3 separate regions of the Zea mays genome follow, and regions 1 and 2 are each linked to region 3. A link is a contact called in public Hi-C data. All regions are on one chromosome and are shown on one strand. Each heading gives the region's core, a stretch centred on a gene start, on an enhancer-like site or on the middle of the called end of the contact. The rest is flanking DNA. Distances are from core to core; before and after follow the strand shown. Region 1 holds the start of LOC103645723 (lysine--tRNA ligase, chloroplastic/mitochondrial). Region 2 holds the start of LOC103644298 (elongation factor 2). Region 3 holds the start of LOC542276 (ferredoxin 3).

Region 1 (3,054 bases), core at 396-2,895, 170 kb before region 3:
CATAATCACGGTCACCATTACGGTCTCTACCAGGTCCTTGTGGCTGAGCTTTATCAACAGTGATGTTCCTCCCGTCCAAGTCCAGTCCATTCATTCCCTCAATAGCATCCTCCATGGCTTGCTTCTCATCAAAAGTTACAAAGCCGAAACCACGAGAACGTCCTGAAAATTTGTCAAGAACCACCTGCATATCACCAGAAAAACAAAATTAAAGCAACCATACATAAGAGACCATGCTATATAACAATATTACAATAGAACACAAAGAAAATTGTAGCGAGAATGGATGTATGCTAAGAGACATCGAGCTATTTTTTTGACCATTCAGAGTAAAAAATATTGCCTAGAGAATCCATGCAGACAGGAATAGAACATCATAAATATCTTTATGGCGCTTTTTTGGATATAGAGTAGGAAGAAAAGATGTGCCTGGGCAAATCAGTTAGATTTAAGATTCTTTGGAGACAAAAAATGCAGTATACCAATATTCAACGTAACACAAGAATTTTTTTGACATGTCATAAAAAGAATAAAACACTATCCTAAGCAACAGGTGTCAACACAATCTATGGTGTTATCATGCTCATGGCAAAACTAAAGATGAGAAGTTATTCACGTCACCTTTGCCTCAGTGAGGTTGCCGAATTTGCTGAACGCATCCTTGAGGCTTTCATCAGTCGTTGACCAGGACAGGTTCCCAATGAAGCAACGGTACTCGTCGACATCAGCCATCACTAGAACAGATAAACAAATATATACACCTTATAAGTAAGTAGGGTTGCAGGAAGCCAGAGCTAGAGCTACCAAGAGAGATCACTGCAGATTCTGTGGTGGTTACAGGTAACCTAGTCAATAATCACTGATCACTAAAGCTGTGATATTTATTTTAGAAAAGCAGCACCTCCGAGAAACAAAGGCACAAAGAGTATTTATAAGCAAAAGAACTTCCTCTTAAGGAAATACACGTTCTCGGGCATGTTATTAGCGTACCCTAACCGAAGTTGACTCTACAGTTTATAGTCCTTTACTAATTTGCAGAATTCAGTACATAATGTGCTCAGAAGTGCACATAACCACAACACGGCAAGGTTAAACTTCAAATATAATCATGCGTGCGTGTAACTTAATGATTGTTAGACGCAAAATCTATGTTAGATAGTACAAAATAAAAAAAAAATAAAAGGAGATATAGTCAAGCTCCAGAATCCAGATCGGGGCCGATGCTTACGCTGGTCAAACCCAGAAATCACGACCAAATCTGAATAGAGCCACAGCGCAGACGTGAATGAATCTTACAAAACGAAAACAGATCGAGCAAAGAGAGATCTACTACCTACTACGCGTAAAGAAATCCATAAGCGATGAAGAACAGGACGTAGGTACCTGCGACCGAGAGCGAGCGAGGAAGAGGAAGCGCACGTCAAATCGAAGATGCCTCTGCCTCGTTATTTTTAGCAAAGGGAGGACAAGATGGAGAATAGATCGAGGGAAGGAGGCAGTCGCCCGCCCCAGGATTGGATTGGAGTGGAGTCGGCCCGGGCTAGAAGTAGAACCCTAATAAATCCCAGCGGCGGCGCAGACGAGATGTAGATATTTCCCTGGTTCGCGCGACAGGCGGGACCCGCCCGGGGGACAAGCGGGCTGGCCGCAACGCGCACGGCATATTCCGTTGGCGCGGCTTGGACGCGTCAGGCGTCACCCAGCCAGAATGGGCCGCGGGCAGGCTGAGTTGGCCCACGGCCGATAGGAAGGCCGGATTGGTCCAGGGCCGTCGACGCTTCACGGTCGGGTGGGTTTCGGGGCCACCTCAGCCGCCAGCAGCTAGACGGCCCTATCCTCGCTCCCGCGGCCGCCGTCTCCCTATCCTGCCGCGGCGGCGAGCACGTGCGGAGCTGCGGGCGCCACCAGACAAACCCGCTCATTCGTTCAGCCCCCCTGCCCGGAGCAATGGAGGCGCTGCGGGCGTGGAGGGCCTCCTCCAATCTCATCGGCTTCGCGGCCTCCCGCGCCGCCGCCTCCGCTTCAAGGCCCCTTGGCCTCCGTATCCGCTGCTGCTCCGCGGCCGCCGCCACCACGAACCCGCCGGCGCAGCCTCAGGACCGCCGACGCCGTAGTGCCTCCTCATCCGCCTCCACCTCCGACCGCGACTCCATCCGCGCCATCCGCCTCAAAAAAGTATCCTTGTCGCGTTTTTAGCTCTACATTGTTTGGTGCGTCTATTTTCGGTCCGTGCTGTACTGACAAGCTTCGGATCGCTGGTTTTCTGAATGCAAGGTTGATGAGCTCAGAGGGAAGGGTTATGAGCCGTACGCGTACAGGTGGGACAGGACTCACACGACCAAGGCGCTTCAGGAACAGTACACTCATCTTATGAACGGTGAAGTCTGCGAGGACGTGTCGGTGTCCGTTGCTGGCCGGATTGTTGCCCGAAGAGCATTTGGAAAGCTTGTTTTTATGACTGTAAGAGATGATGCGGGGACTGTGCAGGTCTGATCTTTCAACTGACTTGTCTTATCTTGCTCTCTCCTTAGAATCTGATTTGATGTGGATATGCTACTTGATAATGTTGTCCTTGTAAGCCATCTGCACATAGCAGCTGAGCTATCTGCTGTTTTCAGTTGTATTTATTGTTATTAGTAGCTACAGAAGTATGGTAGTTTGTTTGGTACTGATTATGTGTTTCTGAGTTTTTCTTTCTTTTGGCTGTGTTAGCTTTATTGTGAGAAAGACAGCCTTACGGAGGACCAATTTGAGCAACTAAAGGCGTTTATTGATATTGGTGATATATTAGGTGCAAGTGGATCCATTAAAAAGACAGAGAAAGGTTCATTATAACTCATATTCTGTTCGTCTGTAGTTTCATTGGTCTGTGCTCAGTTAAAATTTGAAGCATGAGAATGAGATATCAATTTCCAGAAGAATATTTCTACAGTAATTTCCTTAGAATCAGTATATAGCATCATTCTTAAGTTGGCCGAGCAAGCATTGAACCTTAACTTTGCTGTTGAGATTCTCATTCTTTTACCATTTTTTGTTTAGATTCTAAGGAATTTG
Region 2 (3,073 bases), core at 456-2,955, 230 kb before region 3:
GCAATTGGAATTGTAGTATTATAATCCATTGAAATTCGGAATTTTAGTATCCGAGTCAGTTTTAGCCCAGTAATCCTTGTTGTTACGGCAGTCTGTTTCTTACGACGGATCCACGGGCGCAAAATCTCTCCAGAGCGCGAGAGTTCTCCACGACCGTCGCTGGCGGCGAGGTGGGCACGGCTGACGCTGCCACGGTCGGCGCTGGGCGACGGCGCGCTGTCGGACATCGTGGGGCAGACGAGGCAGGCCAGGATGGAGCTGCAGTAGGTGATGTGGGAGTATGTCGGCATCGTGCGCTCAACGGGGCGGCTGAAGGGCGTCGAGGTCTGCGAGATGCGCAACCTCTTCTGCTGCGCCAAGCTCGTCGTCAGGAGCGCGCTGGCCAGGCGCGAGAGCCGCGGCCTGCACTTCACCGAGGACTTCCCGTACCTGGAGGAGAGCAGGAGGAAACCTACGGTCATCTTCCCGGCCGCCGTGCAGGAGCTCACGTGGAGCTCCAAGCCGTTGCAGAGGCAGCTGCAAGCAGATGACAATGCATGCAGTTCATCCGGCTGGGCCTTGGGGATTCGTTAATTCATTAATTTTTAAGAACTCTCAGTTAACAGCATACACAAAATCCAGATAGTTAGGCTGTAGTAGCCTGCGTATCTTTGCAATTCTTGCCAGTTCCAGCTGTTGCAACTTGTAAACGGTGTTGTTGGAGCTGCATTATGGTTTATGAACCTTGATCCGTAGTATATGTATGTGGTGATTGGCTGATTGCACACCAACTGATGACCATTGTGATGTCATGCTCGAGCAGTTCGCCATGTTCGGGAAGGAATCGCTCCCCCAGTTCTCAGTCAAATCACTTGCTCGAGCAGTTGCTGATGACGATATCAGAAGGTATGCTAGCACCTGAAACGGCAAAAGAAGAAGTTACCATCGGCACCCACCTGCAGAGACTGAATTGAAAAGCAGAAAGCATCAAGAGAGCAAGCTCGTCCCTGGAGGAGCGGTCGTCGAGGAGGAGCGCTCGTCGGGGAGAGCTGGATCGCCCAGGGAGAGCAGCGCTCGGGGAGAGGAGCGCCCGTAGATCCGTTGTAACAAACGGAATGCCATAAAAACGAGGATTACTGGGCTAAATGTGACGCAGATACTACAATTTCGAAGTTCAATGAATTATAATACTACATTTCCAATTGCTCTGTTCGGGATACCAATCTTCAGAAGCCTAGTATTCGAGATATCACGGTTCCAAAAAGCTCCTCGAGGAGAGCCGCCGCGCGACTGCATGCGGGATGAAGTTTTTCCTACATGGGCCTTATGGAATTTATTTGATAGATGGGCCGCGTACGTTAACTAAATAACGCAACCAAGTAGGCTACCGTGGCACAAATATAATGTACCATATCGCTCAGCCAAAGATAGCGGTAGCAACTTATAAACCATGCTGCTACAGAGGAAGCAGTCAGCTCGTGTAATCAGCTCTTGGTATTATCAGCTTGTGTAGATTTTTTGCGCGCGGATGGGGCGGGGTGAGGAGGATCCAGATTGAACAACAGCGATGGACGATCCAGATTGAACGAAGGCAGAACGGCAGGCTACGCTTACAGCCTTAATAAGTAGTAGAGATTAGAGTAAGATAGTAAGAATATATATGATTTTTTTATTTTTTAAACTTCTTTAGTTTATGTAAACTCTATATGCACCAAAGTTTATGTGCAGCCGACATGTTAAATATGAAAAGAGCACAGCAAAACCTATCTCGGGTTACTTCCCGTGTTCCGTCATCCCTCCCCCAGTCATCCATCACTCCGCAGCAGCTGCCTGCCCGCCTCCGCGTCTGCGACGAGATCCGGCGCCGGCAGCGAGCTCTGGCAGCCCAGGTAAATCGACTACAAGCTGATTGCATGTCGGCGGCTAGTTTCTTCTGTCCCATGGACGGGGATCCAGCCGCTACACTAAGTCAACCTTGGCTGGTTTGCATATATGGAAGAGAGCAAAACGGAACGATCTCATTGCTGAATATATGGCGATTTTTATGTTCCTGCTTTGTTGCAACTGCTTTTAGAATATAGGGCAATTTTAATCTTCCCGCCATGTCTCCGTATGATGTTTTCTGGGGAAAAAAGTATATGGGAGAATCTGATATTTACTATTATAACGAAACACCTTCGTAAAATGGGAACGTATCTGGTGCTCAAAGGGGTACGGTGCTCATGCGCACATTTTAAATCTGGTGCATTCATTTCACATCTAACAGCAGCATCAATTTTGTGAAGAACCCCTTCCACCTTCTTCCCCTGGTGGGAGGGGTTCTTCGTAAAATTGCTGGTGTCGTTGAATACAAGATGGATCCACCAGATTTAAAATGTGCACATGAGCACCGTACCCCTTTGAGCAACAGATACGTTCCCTCGTAAAATTGCTATCGGACCCATGTTTCATAGACACAGATTGACCCATAATTCATAGATTATAACAAGGAGGCAACGTTTCAAGTGACAAAATACCAATTATTTCACAGAAATACCAGCATCCTTCTGATATTGTGTCCATATCCGTACATACATATAATATGCTACGTAGTCGCCTGTCGCCTCGAACCCGAATTGCTATTGTTTAATTATTTCGTGCCTATTATTAGTTGTTTTACAGAACATAAGCTGTGGTGTCCTGATTGCAGATCTTAGTTTAACGAGACTGCACCCTGAGTACATCTAAGACACATGATTTTCACTTCACTTTTTATTAGCCTTTTCGCTTACAATCCTGTGAAGTGTGGTGTAAACAGTGGAATAATGTATCCTTGCAAATAATACTTGTTAATAATTTCTATGTATCTTTGGTTCCTGACAACTATAGTGGTTAATAACTTATTTGCTACTGATTTCAGAGTTTTCAGTTTAGTTTGTTCTCATGTTTCTGTGTAAATTCTCACTAATATACTCACACCTTCACATTACTAACACACTCATACCTTCGCAGCAGGAATAAATATTGGTATTGGTAGTGTGATCTTCATAAGGAGTCAAGATGGTGAAGTTCACAGCTGAAGAGCTCCGTGCCATCATGGACAAAAAGAACAACA
Region 3 (2,891 bases), core at 9-2,508:
CATCCCCTCCATGAGAAGGAATAGAGTTAATCTGTCGAGCGGTATGAAAAAAGCAGGCATAGCTAGTGCTCCCCACCCTTCACTTGAAGCTCCATGGAAATCAGTAAGCCACCCATAGGTTTTAAAAAAAAAAGTCGGCAGAACTTCACAGAACAATCCTATAGATGATTTTCGTAAAAATCCGCTGGACAAGAACTACCATATTCACTGACCACGTGTACAGCTAACGGGCTCCCATAAACCCCACCTGGCCTTTTATAGACAGTAGACACAGACAGGGGCTGCTGATGTATCCCAATAGTATTTCTACCAAGGAGGAGAATGGGCACACGCCATCCATTCTTCCCTCCATAAAAAGTAGGGTTAATCTGTGGAGCGGTATGAAAAAGGCAGGCATCGCTAATGCTCCCCGCTCCTCACTCAGGCTCCAGGGGAATCGGGTAAACCAAACATCGGTAATTTATTTAGTTTTTTTTTCTGCCTGACTTCATAGAAGTAGAACAATCCGCTAGATGGTTCACTGCAAAAATTACCCGGACAAGGACCACCAAAGCAAGCGAGATTCACTGCACATGCACAGCTCTTAAACAGGTCCTTCCCAATCCCATGAACACTAAAACCACCACAGGATCGAGGATTCGAGGCGGTAATTACACGCGGAAATAACGGAAACCTGAAGTTACGCACGGACCAGCTCCGCCAGCAGTAATTCTCTTTGGTTTGGTTCTGAGTTCTTAGTCTTACTTAGGAATTCACGAAAACAAGGCAGGGAGAAAATAACGCGAGATCCCACCATCCATCCACTGGACTTAAGAGTCCCGAGATCGCCCCGCTAAGAAACCCGCGAAGGCGAGCAGGCAGACCAACACCCACACCACCTAGGGCCGGAGAGCAGAGAGAGAGAGAGAGAGAGAGAGAGAGAGAGATCCTACCACCCTACAGACAAAACCCACCAGCAAGGCAAGAGGCAGGTACCTCGCGGAGATCAGAGGCGGCGGCGGCGAACAAGGGTCCTGGTGCGGTGCTTCCCCTCTTCGCCTTGGCCCTCCTCGCTCGCGCCGCGTCGCTTTCCGTCACTCTCCCTTGCGTCGTGGAGACTAGGGAGAGGAGGCGAGGAGGAGAAGAGCCTCTGGGAGTGGGCGGCCGAGGCGGCGGCCGAGCCCTCGTTTTTAATGGGGCGCGGTCGGGTGGGATGGAATCCGGGTGCGGCCCCCCGCCCCGCCTGCCGGCCGGGTGGGGTTGGTGGTGGTTTCCAGTTTCGGCTGGCTCGCGTTTCCGATCGCATCGGAGAGGAGGAAGGTTCTGGAACTGCCCGGACGGACACCCGGTTCCACCTGGGCCTGGGACAGCGAGGACTAGGCCACGCTCACTTGGGCCTGACGAACCCTCGCCTGCGGACAGTACCCCGTGCCCGTGGTCTGGCATAGCTAGTTCAACCGAACCTAACTATTTTCACCTATATTTTTAAAAAGAAACTGGATTTATGGTAGTTCAACTGGATCTATTACTAACATGTCACCAAAGGCATGCGAAATGTACGGGGAGAGCCGGAACGCGTGATCGTGCGACACCGTAATGTTTTCTTACGGGGTTGTGCATCAATCTAGCTGTTCTTGTTCGGAAGTCCACTAGTGTCGTTCGATTGGAGAGCCGCAGACGGCATTTTCCACACCTTTGTTGTTGTTGTTCTATATGTACACGCATGGACAACGGCAACGAGCACATGCGTTTGAATGTGCGACCGGCGTGCAGGGGGCGCCTCGCCGCCTCCGTTTTCTTTTCCATATTTTTACAAATAATAATAATAATAATAATAAGCGTGTCGTTTTTAAAGGTCAACTAATCTTAAACGTGATCAAATATACACATAAAAGTACTAATATTTAATACGATCCAACAAATGTTAGATTTTTTTACTAAATCTAATCAAAGTTGAAACTGATTGACATCTGAAAAGGAGACGCCCATTATTTTTGAACAAAGGTAGTAAAATAAAATTGCAGTGCAGCGCCCTTTCGGTCAGAGGGAGTGCAATAGACTGGAAACATGTGCTGCTGACCCCCCAGGTTTCCAGCCTCACATCACACAAAACCCCGTTTTCTTGGAATTCCACGCGACCATGGGCGGCCTGCCAAGTTTGCCACGCCGCCCAGCTCCTCGCCTAAGCTAGGCCTAACCACGTGTGGATGGCCATGAGCCCATGACCATGACCCCATTCCAGCGCCCAGCCAGGCTGCACGAAATATGTGTGCGTCTGCGTCCAGTCCTCAAAAGAAAAAGGAATTCAGCTCAGTGCGCTATCGCTGCTACGACTATGACTTGCACTAACAGACCAACTGATGGCAAGGAATGGCTCCACGGGTGTGCTTTTGTCAGGCAGAAAGTTCTCCGCAAATTACATGGAGCAGAAGTTCTGTTAGGACCTGAAGCAAAGAGTGAAGATGACATGTGTGAGACCAAAAGCTGAAACAGTTCCGCACCGCAAGCAGAAAATGATGTCCTAACAGCCTAACACAGCGGTGACGCTCAAGAGCACATACCAAGCAGGAGGGCACAGCTTGCAAGACACCATCTCATGTTGAAAGCAGCCTTCCATACTCGCTCAACAGGACGGGAATGTCATCCATGCGCAACTGCGGTATATCACACATACAACATTGCGATAACTCATAAAGAGAATGAAAAAGAAGAGACTGCATTGTACACAGATATCCTCAATTGATTGTAGGTTGTTTGTGGTGGATGACTAAATTAAATTCCCTACTATCCATACCTGTGAAGCACTTTTTAGATGGAAAAAACGGAGAGCTTCCATTTCACGAAAAGCTGGCAATGAATTTCCCCTGTAGTTGTTGCAACAAGAAAATGAAATCCTATAGGTGCAGAAAGAT

The links. Hi-C and Micro-C count contacts between places; a contact is called where the count stands out from the background.
Region 1: a contact with region 3 is called in a Hi-C map of leaf, with 5 times the contacts expected there. The contact joins the promoter of LOC103645723 here to the promoter of LOC542276 in region 3. A contact is called at or near these places in 2 of 25 Hi-C or Micro-C datasets (both in leaf) and 1 of 3 datasets of contacts at active chromatin or transcription factors (seedling).
Region 2: a Hi-C map of ear shows a contact between it and region 3, with 4 times the contacts expected there. The contact joins the promoter of LOC103644298 here to the promoter of LOC542276 in region 3. A contact is called at or near these places in 4 of 25 Hi-C or Micro-C datasets (bundle sheath, ear, endosperm and 1 more).

What each region holds. Positions count from the first base shown.
Region 1 is chr1:303,130,891-303,133,944 of Zm-B73-REFERENCE-NAM-5.0, reverse strand. It overlaps LOC103645723 (lysine--tRNA ligase, chloroplastic/mitochondrial), which reads left to right and starts at 1,645. Exons shown (of 14, transcript XM_020547036.2): 1 at 1,645-2,175; 2 at 2,275-2,487; 3 at 2,713-2,824. The coding sequence starts at 1,948. LOC100283145 (glycine-rich RNA-binding protein 8) reads right to left here and starts at 736. Exons shown (of 2, transcript NM_001156047.2): 1 at 622-736; 2 at 1-184. The coding sequence starts at 732.
Region 2 is chr1:303,191,349-303,194,421 of Zm-B73-REFERENCE-NAM-5.0, reverse strand. LOC103644298 (elongation factor 2) reads left to right here and starts at 1,705. Exons shown (of 3, transcript XM_008667506.3): 1 at 1,705-1,868; 2 at 2,971-3,073. The coding sequence starts at 3,019. LOC103644300 (L-aspartate oxidase, chloroplastic) reads left to right here. Exons shown (of 1, transcript XM_008667507.2): 1 at 1-794. The coding sequence starts at 271. The coding sequence ends at 573.
Region 3 is chr1:302,964,226-302,967,116 of Zm-B73-REFERENCE-NAM-5.0, reverse strand. It overlaps LOC542276 (ferredoxin 3), which reads right to left and starts at 1,258. Exons shown (of 2, transcript NM_001349483.1): 1 at 976-1,258. It overlaps LOC100384139 (Galactose oxidase/kelch repeat superfamily protein), which reads right to left. Exons shown (of 17, transcript NM_001176719.1): 15 at 2,774-2,843; 16 at 2,541-2,633; 17 at 1,945-2,423. The coding sequence ends at 2,574.